3 separate regions of the Sus scrofa genome follow, and all the other regions are linked to region 3. Evidence: chromatin contacts called from public Hi-C and HiChIP or PLAC-seq data. All regions are on one chromosome and are shown on one strand. The core of a region is the stretch at or near the end of the contact, and the rest is flanking DNA. Distances in the headings are between cores, read along the strand shown.

Region 1 (4,775 bases), core at 548-3,047, 140 kb after region 3:
CATGTTGGAATCTTATTTTCCCTGTGTTGGATCCTTTAGCACAGGGGCTGCAAGAGACAATTTTAATATAAATTAATTTGCATTAGATAAAATTAACATGTGATGGAACATGATGGAGGATAATGTGAAAAAAAGAATGTTTATATATGTATAACTGGGCCACTTTGCTGTACAGCAGAAATTGACAGAACATTGTAAATCAAATATAATAAAAAAATTTTTTTAATTAAAAATTCAGTTTCTCAGTCAAACAAGCCATATTTCAAGTGCTCAAAAGCCACATGTGCCTCATGGCTAAACTATTGGATAGCACAGGCCTGGAATATTCCTGGAAAGTTCTCCTTTGGAATAAGGTTCAACACACTTTTTCTCTAAAATCAGGTATTTTTGACTTTGTGGACCCTGTAGCCTCTGTCATAGCTACCCACCTCCTCCCCTTGTAGCACAAAACCAGTCATGGACAATATGTAAACAAATGGTCTTGCCGTGTTTCAATAAAACTTTATTTACAAAAACAGGCAGTGGGCCAGACTCTGCTCTGGGGACAGACTTTGCTGATTCCAGCTTTATCGGAAAACTTAAGGATCTTAGAAGGTTAGGGAAAATTAGAACACCATATAGGAGCTGTCAGGGGCTGGTGGGGAGTAAGGGGCTGGGCACAGAGGTCTCTGGGACCCCAATTCCCATTTTGGCCACGGCAGCTCCCATCTTCTGTGTTTTGCATATTGGGTTTCTGAGTAAGAATATAACTGTGGAAGCTCCCACTCCTTTTTAAGATTTCGCTGACTACTGCCTGTCAGTCTTGGAGTCAGAGTATTTTAGCCCCAATCAAGCAGCAGAATACAGGGCTAAAAGCACAGACTCTGGAGCCAGAAGAAGGATTTGAATACCAGCTCCAGCTGTGTGACTCTGAGACATTCGCTTTCCCTCTCCGTGCCTCAGTCACCTCCGCTGCAAAATGGGGTTAATGATAGGACACAAATGGCAGTTGTTAAGGGAATAAGACGAATTCATGCTAAATACCACCATGAACCATGCTAAGCATCTTGTGTTTGTTAAAGCAAAAGGATGTTGGAGTCTGTCTAGGACTACTTCCTCCCGCCTCAACGATTCCCTTCACAATCTTTACTGATGGAGACGCCAGGCCTTGAAGAAGGGGCCTCCTGGCCAAGTCATCACAAACAACCCTCTTTCCTTATCCCTGGAGCCAGTCCCGACAAAGATCAACAACTCAGCAGAACACCCCACCCTGTTCAGGAAGTGGCTCTGCTGTAGGAGCTGCCAATGTCCCATGTCCCCTGGCTGAGCTGGGGAAAGGAGAGGCCACCCTGCCCCAGACCTGGACCTGGCTTCCTTCGGCATCCCTATACCTCTCTCAGGCCTGGATCCTTCTCCCTGTTCCCCTAGAGCTGAAGGAGGCCCCACTCCAGGCCACACTGGTAGCCCAAGGCTCTGTCCCCGCAGATATTCCCCTGCCCATCCATCCCGGTGGCTTCTTGCCCCTGAGGATCCCTCACCCTCAATCAGTCATTCACTTAACGACTATTTATAGAACACCGAGTATGTGCCAGTTTGGCTCCCCAAGGCCACAGGGAAGAAGAGAAACACAGTCTGCCTTCATGGTGTTCCCATCTAGTTGAGGAGACGAGAAATAAACAAATAGAGATCATTTCACCTGGAGATCAGTTCAGAGAAGAAAACAATCTGGGCAGGTTGGGAGTGGATGTGGTCAGGGAAGCCTTCCTGGAGAAGGTGATAATTACACAGAAACCCAGGGGAGGAGAAGGAGCCAGATACTTGCTGATGTGGGTGAGGGATATTTCAGGCAGAGAGAAAAGCACAATGAGAACAGTCAGTGCCCTCAGCACACCTCTGTCCTGCCCGCTCAGTTGAAACCCTGCTTTGATCTGCAAATAAACTACAAGTTACTGTTCATCGACAGAGCCTGGTGGTTACCCTCTGAAGGCTACAGCTGCAGGGGTCTGGGTTCAAACCCTGCTTTGATCCCCTCCCTGCTGAGTGATCTCAGGCAAGGCCCCTCCCGAGCCACAGTTTCCTCACTGGAAAATGGAGAGGCTCATGCATCTGCCAGGGGCTTATAGTGAGGGTCAGAGTAAGGGTGTAAAGGGCTTAGCACAGTGCCTGCCACGGAGTGAGCGGAGTGAGCGCGCAGCCAGAATGAGCCGAGACAGAAAACCCATCACCCCTGACGCCAGGCCAGGCCTAATTATAGAGGCTCAGAGGTCACTTTTCAGCCCCTTGTGACTCAGGACCAGCACCAAGGAAGATTGGGCCACCCACCAAAAGGAGGTTCTCCCTGCGCTCACATGGTCTCTGGCGGACTCCTGTCTGAGAAGCCCAGGGGAGTGCCTCAGTTTCCCTGTCTGCGAAGTGGAGACACCAACAGAGCTCGCTACCCAGGCTCTGAGAAGATTCAGGGCCCAGGACTTTTGAGAAGGCTCTGTCAGCCTCCACAGCCCACCAACGTGCACACAAACATGAACTGTCATTTGGATAAATTTTCCTTTGAGGTTTTGTTTTCTTTAATTCAACAAATAGATGCTGAATCTCTTGGTGTGTGTCTGGCTCTGGGTTAAGTGCTGGGTGGACAAAAATGCCCACGACAGCCACCCAAAGGTTTACAGAGCCAATGAAGAGGGTCAGCAAGGTTGCAGGGGCATGTTTAACCTGCTCAAAGAACAAACTGGAGCTTCTAGAATGAACAAGCTTTTCCCTTTGTTCTTCTGCTGGTTTGTTTATTCAGCATCCTAGGAGCCAGGCCTTGGTGTCTGAAATCTGCTGAGGGGAGGTGGAGGGTCCCCTTCCCCAGCGCCAGTGTAGAACCCTCCGCGTGACTCTGGCCTCTAAGATCTGAGTTCACGTGCTGGATCTGGCCCTGACCCCCTGTGATACCTTGGGCGAGACATGTAGCCATGCTGTGCCCCAGTTTCTTCATCTATGACATAGGTGGTGGTACCACCAAATTCACTCTATTGAGGAGTTCCTGCTGTGGTGCAATGGGTTAAGGATCCAGTATGGTCTCTGCAGCAGTGCAGATTCGATCCCCGGCCTGGGAAATTTCACATGCTGCAAGCTCAGTCAAAGTAAAAAAAAAAAAAAAAGGTAAAAAACAAACAAAAAAAAATGCTCAGTCAGGCCTGTTTATGGGGTAATCACAATCACAGGGGTGCTCTGTATCCTGTAGGTGCCAACGGGAATTAGTGCTCTCGTTACTGTCTGGCTAGGGGATGATGGTGATTCCATCTCCAACATCACCCTAGCTCAAGAAGAGGATAGAGTTGTTGCTGGGAAGTGACTGATCAGTCTAGGACTACAGTTCCCAGCACCCCTTGCAGCTGGTGGGGTCATGTGACTAGTTCTGGCCAATAGACTACGAGAGAAAGTGGTGCACTTAATCTCAGGACTGATAGGGTTAATAAGTGGGTGTGTTTCCCAATCCTTTTTCCCAATCTGCCGCTGAATGGCATGGACTCCAAGCCACAGATTGAAGAGAGTAGAACCACAAGATAGAAGGAGGCTGGGTGCATGGAAGAGGGCCACTCAACCAGGAATGCCAGCTGTGGGCTGTAACATCAGCAAGAAAACAACTTCTATGGTGTTAAACCACAGAAGCATCAATTTTATGCATTAATGCATCCAGCATTGCCTTAACTATTACCTCCGCATTACACATGTAGTTTTTCAGTTGTATATACATTGTCTCCTTTAATGCTCAGCAAACTTCTGATGCCAATAATACACACTTCTAAAATTTTGAGCACTTAATTTGTGCCAAGCCTGGGACAATCTGGGCTAAGTCCTTTGCCCATAGTTTCTTCTTTGTCTTAACCACAATTCTATAAGGCAGACTCGCAGAATTATTGTTATTCCCACATTATAGATGAGGAAACAGAGATTCAGAAACATTCAGAAGCATGCCAGAGCCATCAGCTAATAAGTGGAAGTAGCTGGGTTAGAAACCTAGAGTCTGCATTCTTGGCTCTCCTTGCCCCTGTCACACCCTCCACCAAGAGAACCCAATAAGGTAACTATTACAAGGTCTGACTTGCAAGTGAGGACACTGAAGCCCTCAGGAGGTCCGTATCTTGGCCATAGTCACAACTAGTAAGAAGCAGTGACGGACGAGAACCCAGAGTTGTCTGGCTCCCCACATAATGCGCTTTCCTTCCCATGCTGCTGCCTTGCTTGCCCTCTCTAGTGGTGCCCTCTCCAGTGGGCATTTAAGCCCTGACCCCATTTCCATTCACCAGCATTACAGTGCCGTGGCTGAAGGCAAACTTGGCATCCACAGAGCCTGTTATGATGCTAAATAAATTTTTCTCTTGGCAGCCTTGGCACATATTAAGCACCTGGGAGGCTGTTAATGTCTCGTGCTGTCCAAAACATTCTTAATTACTATCTAATGAAGATATCTTTCACTGTAGAAAAAAAATAAGACAGATGAGAGGGGAAACGTTCACGCATGTAACTTTCCAGTCCTTCGCTGTGTGTTTCCCCTCTGCCATCGCATCCTCTGGATCTCAGTCAGGGAAAGAGGCAAAGAAGTGAATATGGAGGGAAATTCTTGATGAAAGAGGCTTTGCTTTCCCCCAGCAATGTAACTTCCTAGACTTGAGCTGAAGGTAAATTGGAATGAGTGAATGGGAAAGATGGACTTACAAGGCTGCTGGTCATGCTCTTATTGGTCATAGTGAAAAACTGAAAACATCTAAAACCCACTGACAGGGCATAGGTTAAATGAACTCTGGTGTATT
Region 2 (4,352 bases), core at 237-2,736, 220 kb after region 3:
CCCCCGACTCTTCCCGAAGTCTCCCGGAGCCCGTGGAGGAGCTGCTAAGGGGCCGGACAGGAAGACCCTTCAAAGCCGCGGCTGGCGCGGGGGCACGGACAGTGCGGTCCCTCCCCCCCTCCCCCTGGAGTCCCGGCGCTCCGCAGCCCAAGCCTCAGCCAAGCAAGATCCGCTTGCACAGTCCCCGTCGGCCCGGAGCAGGCGGCTTCTGCTTCTTCACCGGGTCAGAGGACTGGAGACTCCGCTCGGCATCACCGGGTGCTGGTGCCCGAGCGGAGCGCTCAGCGGGGCTGAGGAGGCGGCGGGCACCAGAGGTTGAAACCGATGGCTGGGGGAAGGCGCGGCTCCCCTGTTCCGCCGCTGATGCGCTGGACCCGGTGCGCCGCTTCACGGCCACGTCCTCCGCCTGCCGATTCTGTCCTTTGCCGTTGGGTCTCTGAGTTCGCGGGGATCTCCGCCAACCGTTCCAGGCGCGGGTGGGTAGCGAGACGATGGTCGCTCCAAGCCTCGGGTTCCCTGCCTCCGCTCCGAGGTGCTTCGCAAGTCGCCCTCGGACCCGGGGAGGGGGGCGTACGCGGGTTTGGGGGGCCACGCTGGGCGAGCAGGCTAAGGCGATCCGGCTGCGCTCTCAGAACCCGGAATGGGAGGGGGCGGGGGCAGCTCTGGGGGGTCCTCGCACCCCTCTTCTGGCTGGCGGGGGGGCTCTGCGTGGGGCGTTCCGAGGGTCTCGGCTCCCCTTTCTGTGTCTGCCTCTCGCCCAGAGCCCGGAGAAGCAGCAACAAGTTTTGCATTTCAGCAATCAATTTCAGCCATTACATTTGCACCAATCAGCGCAGCCCAAGCTTCGGGCCCGGGGCGGGGCTCGCTCTTAAGGTGGTCCTGGGTGCTGACTGCCGAGGCCCCCGCCATGAACTCGCACTTCGCCTGCTCCGGGGTCCCCCGCACCGGTTAGCCTCCGGGTCTGGCGCCAGTGCGCTGCGGGCGCTCCCTGGCCTCCCCGAGCATCGGGATGGAGAGGGCGCAGGCGGAGAATGGCGGGAGCTGGGCTTTGTTCACCCCCCTTCCCACTCACCACAGTTCCCAACTCCCCACCCCCAACTGAAGCGAGACCTGCGGGGTGGGCAGGGGGCGGGGAGGTGGGCGGTAAGCGGTGCGGGGCGTTCAGACAATGGGGTCGCCAGGCAAAGCTCCTGGACTCGCCGTGGAAAGTCGCAGCTAAGTGTCGACTGCTCTTCAGCCCTGGAGCGAACCCTCGGCTCTCCACTGCTGTCTGCTTACTTGTGGCGCCCAAGTTAGCCGGCCCTTGGATTATCCTGGAGGTGAAAAGCAAATGGGGAACCCCTAAATTAGGGTTCTCCTCCAGAGATCGGGCGCTAGCTAGCTCCTCCCTTACTAGGGAGGGAGCAATTGTTCCCTATCTCCACTGTCTAGGGTTCCTGGTTCTCAGTGGCTGGCTTCCGCCGAGAACAGTAACCGTTCGGCCACTTTATGCGGGGCGGGGGGAGGGGTGCCTGTCGCGTGAGCCCAGCGCCGGAGCAGCGAGGCGGCCAGGAGCCTGGAGAAGACTAGCGCGCAGAGGGCGGCACTGACTGGCCGGAGCGCCCTAGTCCAGGCACCAGGGCCAAGGCCCAGGCCCTCTTCGGGCGCGAGGTTGGCCTCCTTAAGAGATCAATTAAACTGAAGAGGCCAAGGAACGGAATTGGGTTGTGATACCAAAATCAATAGGAGTAATTTAATATCTGCCCTGCTCTTTATGAAATATTTATCCCAATAATCTTAGTTAAAATGTTTAGATCTTCCTGATCCCCACTGAGGCTGCAATCTATCTTGCAATTAGAAGTTGGGAGTTAGAGATGATGGAGGGTAGAGGAAGTGTTTATTCTGTGTGCCTGCCTGTGTGTATTTTCCTCCCTAAAGCGTTTGTAGGGGAGGAAGGGGGAGAAAGGCCTTTAATTTTCCTTGCCATAAAATAGCACGAGGCGATTTTGCTAGCAGACCAGCTTTCTTAGGAGAAGGGGAGAAAAAAGGAACTTTCTTTGAAGTGCCCCTGATATCGCTATTAAATCTAAATAAAATTAAGCATGGTGTATAAAAATGCCTTTTCCCCCCACAAAAGAAAGTGTTTATCGCCCAAGTCTGTCTAGCGTTTGCTAAATTGTGCATGAAATCTGAAATGAAATAAACGTTATAATAAAACCAACCCCTGAGCCCTTTTTATTTAAAAACCTCAGATTAAGCACTCCACCATTCCTGGGCGGGGAGTTAAAAAGTTACCGCGGTTTAAGCGCGGATTCATCGCTCCCCAGAGTTACTGCTGGGAAGTCAGAAGCTGGGTGTTCCAGAACTCAAAATGCCGGGAAAATGGGCTCAATTTAGGGCAAGGGGAGGCGGGAAGCAGATTCCGAAGGGACTCCTGAAGAAAATAACCCCTACCCACTCCCCACCCACCACCCCTTTAAGAATAAAAATAAAAACTTGCAACTTGAAAACTCAGAGAATGGAAGCAAGTTCAGATCCAAAGGCCCTTCATGGGACCTCCCTGTTGAGGATGTCTACAGATATTTTTTTCTTTTTGAAATTAAAAATGAAAATTACCCCCACCAAAAATGGGGTCCATAAATAAGCATCTGGGAAGAACTATTTGTACAGGGCAGTGGAGTTTTAAAAGGATTTTTCTGCAGGATCAGGTTGTTGGTCTGTGATTAAATATTGATTTTGTGTAATTAGTTTTCATGTGAACTATCCTCTTGCTGATAGCTTAGAGGTTTCAGAACTAGAAAAGAAATGGAATTGGACATGGAAATTATTACTTAGCAAAGTGACAGGAAAGTGAGAGCTGGAGAAAAGACTGAAGCTTGGCTGATTTGGGCACAAAGAAATAAAGGGACTGGGTAGGCCTCTGGTGACACCCCTACCCCAGGGCAGGCCCCCAGGCCAGAGCAGGAGAGACCCAGAGCCCCTGGGTAGGAAGGGGATGGTAGAAGGAATGGTTGCCAGAAGGCAGACTCTGCAGGGGTAAAGCCATACGCAAAACTCATGACACCTGGTCTCATACCCGGCTGAGAGCTGTGGGTTCTGGGTTCTGCATGCCTCAGGGGGCACCTGAGTGAGGACCCTTATGTCTCTGTGTGTCTGGAGAGAATAGGGAAGGTTGGGGCCTGTCTGGAGCCCTGGGTGGGCCAGGGCAGTGGGAAGAATGGCCCGCAGACCGGCAGTCTGGGGAGACCTGGGTTGGAGGTGTGCTCTAGGCTGAGGCATGACTTCACAGGGTCTGGGTGGGGGTCCCCTGAACACCTGGGCAGGTTTCCTGTGGAATAATTCTGCACGTTCCAGGGAGGGGGTGTGGGAGTATTTTTCTGGGGCTGTTTCCAAGAGTTAAGCCTACAAGGTGTGTGAGAGTCTGAAAGGAGGGTGTGTTTGGGCCCGGCTGCTTTTCTGCTCAGGATGTGTGTCTGGTCACCTTTCCTTAACACCAAGAATGTTCTGAGGGAGAATGTGTGGCATGTGTCTGCATTTGTGTCTTTGCCCGTGTGTGGGGGTGGCAGGGCATCTGCATGTGTTTGTGTACAGGCCTGTGTGTGCCTGCGTACCTCTGTCCCTGGGGCATCTCCCCGAGTATCCCTAAAGAAGGTGTGCTGTCTGTCCCCCAGCCCCACACTGCTCTCTGTGGATGCCTCTGTGTTTGTACCTGTGTGTGCACAGCTGCCTCATACCTTGTGTGCCTGTGTCTCTGCTTACCTGTGTCTCTTTTCTCTGAGAGTGTGAGAGCCTGTGCCCATCTATGCCCGTGGACAGGCCGGCGTGTGCACCTCCGCGGTGTGGGCGCCCTGCGTGTGCCTATGTGTGCACTCCGCCTACCAGGGCCCGAAGCTTCTTTGGAACAGACACATTGCCCCCTAGCGCTCAGATGAATTCAAAGTCCCCGCCTGCCAGTGGCAGAGCCTGGAGCAACAGGAGCAACAGGAGCCTCAGGATCCAACCCCAGGCCCTTCCCTCTTCTTCCCCTTCCTTCAGCCTTTCCCTCCAGGGGCTCTGAGTGTGCTGGCACCAGTCAGAGGGGTCCTCCTGGGTAAAGGAAGGAAGAGATACAGCTGGACCCCAGTGCCAAAAAGGGGATGCTCCCAGCTGGTGCCAGGTGGGGAGCTGCCTGGAATGACCCCCAGGAGCTCTGGTCCAAAAGGGGACCCCAACGAGTGACCCCCCCCCCACTCCACAAAACACAAAACAACCCGCACTCAACACCTTTTCCCCAGTAGACACACAGCCTTCACCCTTGCTGATCAGGCCCCCCACACCAGTACACACACTTACACACACTCACACACACACACCCCAGGTGGACAGAGTTGTAC
Region 3 (4,300 bases), core at 215-2,714:
CAGCTCACTCCACAGCACCCTAAAGTGACATGTAGAGAAACCAAGTCACGGGCACTGAAAGACTGCCAGCAAGATAGGGGTGACAATATGGCAGGCTGGGAATCCAGGCTTCTGGCCTCCAGTCTGCACTCCACTGAACACAGAAGCACTCTGTGTTTCTGAGCAAGTGGCTTCACTCCTCTGAGCCCTGGTGTCTTTGCCACATGAAAATGATGATGCTCCCCCACTGGCTTGATCTGAACCAGACCAGGATGGGGGTGACCTTTGATGATGGATTCCAACCCTGATCATGATGTGGGTCCCTCATTGCATTTCAGGAAGGTGGCTTGTTCGCCGCCATCCTTATGTGTCTCTGCTCTTGTTGAAAAGGAAGTTTTAACCAACTCTTCCATTGTCTTTGGATTCTCCCAGGAACAGGCCCCGAGGTGAGTAGTTTACTTTGTACGTGCCGGGAGCCCCTGGTTCAGGAGCCCCGGAATAAGCGGAGAAGAGGCAGCTGGAAAGGATATGTTGTCACCGGCTGGTACCACCCGGGCCTCCATCCCACTAGGGGGCGTTGGAGATTCTACAGACACAGGTCAAGAGGAACTGGGGTATTGATACACCAGCTCCTATCTGCAGGTGGTTGAGAGCCTCCCAGGGGTGTTCATTGCCAGCCCTTCTGTGCCTGTCCCTGCAGAGTGCAGAGCAAACTTGGGTGGCCAAGCAAACCCTCAGAAAAAGAGCTCTCGGTGCTGGCCATTGGATGGGGCTGGTGTGCCCAGAAATACTTAGGGTCAAGGGATGCAGGTGGGGTCCCACAATACAAGTCACAGCCTTCTTCCTTCCCCCATGCAGAGAAACGCTTTCTCTATTTCAAGACCAGCGCAGAGTACAACTTCCTCTGGGAAACCTCCAAATGCCCCTGGGAGAACAAGAATGCGCCTTCTTCCAGCAACTTTTGCTTGTCTACCACGAGCATTGCTTTCGTTCATTTGCCAGATGTTTCTTCAAAGGCAGCTGGGTGCCAGGCACCGCCTGGGCCTCTGATCGCGCTGCACCATCACCGGGCCTGACTTGCCTGTGAGCACTTGACCATGAGTCCTCTGCAAGGCAGGACCAGGTCATCTTGCTTTCGGCCTCCCCAGAGCCTAGCATGGAGTAAATACTCAGGAGATGTTGGCCATCAGGACTTCAAGGGAAAAGCACCTCTGATGGTACATTTGACTTGGTACAAAACCTGCTGCAATAAAACTTCTGAAGTAATAGCAATTCACAGGGGGTGCGAGTCGTGCGAGTCCCCCTGGAACATGTCCCCACCCGGATCTCTACCCGCCTTGCCCCAGGCGCTCCAAATGACACAGCCTGCATCCCCTTGGGAGCCCCTGGCACAGGAGGCATCTAAAATTAGACCTGCCCCTGCGGGGGCTTAAAATTAGAAGGGTTCGGCATTCCAAGGTGCCAACAGGTGCCGAGCAACAGTTCATGGACCAAAATAAATCGGTGGCAGACTGGGACTTAAAATTAGATGAACCCTCTCAGTTGAAACTGCTGTCAGCAGTGGGCAAGTTGTCTTCAACAAAAGATTGAGAGGAGGTAGTCCGCCCCCACTCCACCGCCCCCAGCGTCTGAACTTAGGAGTTGAAGGGAATCCACATGCCCTGAAAATCCACTTGGTGCCAAGCCTGTGTCGAGAGCCTGGCTTGAATTGTGCAGCCGGCTGTACACAGTGGCGTTGGGAAATAACTCTACCCTTATTATGATGCCACCTTGCAAATGACACCATGGAGCGTCAGTCCAGGGACTTGGCCCAAGGCGCCCAGAGGATAAAGCAGGCTTTGAGCCTCTGCTTCTCACTGGCTGCTTCTGGCTCATTTCAGGGAGCCAGACCATCCTCACCCACTTCTGGGAGGATCTCCATCCCACCAACCCTAGACCTCCCCAGGTAGCCTTTGTTGAGGTCATGTCACCTGCCCCGATCACACTGATTGGACAAAGTGATGGCATCTACCCCAGGGGGAGCTGTTCACTGGCTGGTCAGGGACTTCCGGGGGCTGGCTGAGAAGGATGAACTGGAACATTCAGGTCTCTCTGGGGAAGATGTGCAGGGAACAGTTTTCCTAAGAGGAGAAGATGGAGGAGACCCTACTGAGGAGAGAAAGGGATGGGGCAGCAGCACAGGGCAATGTGGCCACACAATGACTGTAGTTGACACTGGGGAGCAAAGGGACACATCACACTGCATTCTTCACATGTCCTTAGGAATTTCATCGCCTTTTAAGGACGAAAGTAACTGCTGACTGCAGAGGTCACCAAGTGACCTCAGACACAAAGACGAGGTCTGGGTTCCAAAGTCCTCCAGCCAAGTGTGTGCGCATTCACATGTGTGTGGGGGGGGGGGGGTGCGTGTGATTGGGCGTAGGTGTGCTAGAGGATGTGGGTGCCACCCAGGAGGGAGGCAACAGGGGATTCAGAGCATTCCTGGGCCTCAGTGCAGCTGCAGCGGGCATCCCACCCCTCTGGGCCATGTCATCCCCACCTGGGCTCAACTGGAAATTCTTATTGATATGGAGACAGAAAGGGCTTTCACGGCCTGGCTGCCATGGCCTGGCAGCTCTGTCCTCACCAGCTACTGGCCTGCCCTCTGTGCCACTGAACAAAACAATCCATTTTTGGGACAGCCACCTTGACTTTCAAATCCTGGACCCCGCAGAATGACCCTGAGCCAGCCCTAACCTCCTTGAACCTCAATTTCTCCATCAGTAATGTCTGAGAAATAATGGCTCCTTTTTTGCATAGGTGGTTCCTAAGAAATAAAACCATGAAGTCATTGTTGAAGAATTCTCAGTTTCTTTGAATCTCTAAGACAAACGTTGTACGAGGGATCCAGTGTTCTGCTTTTTCACTCAACCACAGATACTCTGCATGACTTCTGGCAAGTCCCTTATACTCTCTGAGCCATCAGTGTTTCCAGTTCTATAATGAAAGTGTGGTCCAGATTCATTCATTCTTTCCTAATATATACTATCATGTCCTGCACTTGACATGATAGGAGCAGATGTAAATGAGACAAAGAAAGTCATGGTGGCATCTTGGAAGGCTTCCTGGAAGAAGAGGTGTCTGGCTGACTCCTTTCTTTCTTGAGAGATGGCAAGAATTTGGCAAGAAAGGGGTCCACCTCGAGGGGTCCCCAGGTCTGTTTGTCAAGTGGCTCATGAAGCCCAGAGAGTGCAAGTGTGTGAACATCTGCACGGACCTGTGTAGACAGGCAGGTCAGACCCCCACCAGAAGGCAGGTTTCCACAGGCCCAGAGACGACGTCTCAGGGAAGGGATTAATTCGAGAGAAAACAGGAAGCAACTCCAAATGTTCAAGCCTCCCTCTGCAGCCTCATTCTTTTTCCACGCTCTACGAAAGTGAGATGGGACAGCGGAGGGTGGGGAGGTGTGTAATGTTCTGGCTATTTCCTGACCTCCCTCCCAGTGCCCCAGAGGCCCAGACCGCATGGAGTTAGCTCCTCCCTGGCTGGGAGAGGATTTGTTTAGAGCCAAAAAACCACCAAGATAGGGGGAAGAAGCATGAAGAACAATACAAACAAGTCAGGCTCATGACTTCAGGCCAACAGGAATGGAGCCAAATGCTCTCCCCCGCCACAGCCTCGATCCAAAGGCAAGCCGGTCCCCCAGCTCTTGGCCACAGAGGTGATGGGGGTCTAGCTTCAGGATCTGAGCCCTGCTTCTTGAGTGAGAATGAAGGGGGTGCCAGTGTGGGGATCTGAGGGGAAGCAGGATCCAGGTGTCTCTCTCACCTCTTTAGTTTCTCCAATTTACCTTCATCTCTGTCTCACTTCCCTGTCTGTGTGTGTGTGTGTGTGTGCGTGTGCGTGCGCGCGTGCGCGTGCGCAATGTCTACCTCTGGGAGTCAGAATCTCTTTCTCCCCAAACAAGTAGAGGGAGGCTGCCAGGAGAGCTGGAAAATCCAACCAAAAACTTACTATAAAACACAAATCGAGATGAGACCCTCTGCTCTAGCACATTGACAAAAACAAAAAGATCAGTAATATCCTTCATTAAGGATATTACATTAAGAACAGGGCAGGCAGACCCTCTAAAAAACTGCTGGTGAGAGTGAAAAATGATATTATTTATTTATTTATTTTTGGCTTGGTTGGTCATTTGGAAATATCTAGAAAAATGCTAAATGCACACGACCACTGACCCAGCAATCAATGTGCACAAAGATGTATAAAGACGTGCCAGGCTATGATAGCATTATTTACACACCATTGTTTGTAATAGTAAGAAGTTGGAAATAATTGAAAA

Evidence for each region. Hi-C and Micro-C count contacts between places; a contact is called where the count stands out from the background. HiChIP or PLAC-seq counts read pairs in DNA pulled down with a chosen protein or histone mark.
Region 1: a contact with region 3 is called in a Hi-C map of skeletal muscle, with 2.8 times the contacts expected there. The contact joins two enhancer-like sites. A contact is called at or near these places in 1 of 47 Hi-C or Micro-C datasets (skeletal muscle) and 1 of 2 datasets of contacts at active chromatin or transcription factors (skeletal muscle).
Region 2: an H3K27ac HiChIP or PLAC-seq map of skeletal muscle shows a contact between it and region 3, with 5 times the contacts expected there. The contact joins the promoter of MN1 here to the enhancer-like site in region 3. A contact is called at or near these places in 10 of 47 Hi-C or Micro-C datasets (embryonic fibroblasts, fetal heart ventricle, fetal skeletal muscle and 4 more) and 1 of 2 datasets of contacts at active chromatin or transcription factors (skeletal muscle).

The regions. Positions count from the first base shown.
Region 1 is chr14:45,059,709-45,064,483 of Sscrofa11.1, forward strand. No RefSeq gene overlaps it. Among named protein-coding and RNA genes, the nearest start is that of MN1, 80 kb to the right of the region's middle. Within about 2 kb of position 1,798, at least 1 of the 83 cell types and tissues checked has an H3K27ac peak or open chromatin away from gene starts, as enhancers often do. A contact at or near this core is called in skeletal muscle, where this site is marked.
Region 2 is chr14:45,140,990-45,145,341 of Sscrofa11.1, forward strand. MN1 (transcriptional activator MN1) reads right to left here and starts at 1,487. Exons shown (of 4, transcript XM_021072488.1): 1 at 1-1,487.
Region 3 is chr14:44,920,492-44,924,791 of Sscrofa11.1, forward strand. No RefSeq gene overlaps it. Among named protein-coding and RNA genes, the nearest start is that of MN1, 220 kb to the right of the region's middle. Within about 2 kb of position 1,465, at least 3 of the 83 cell types and tissues checked have an H3K27ac peak or open chromatin away from gene starts, as enhancers often do. A contact at or near this core is called in fetal skeletal muscle and skeletal muscle, where this site is marked.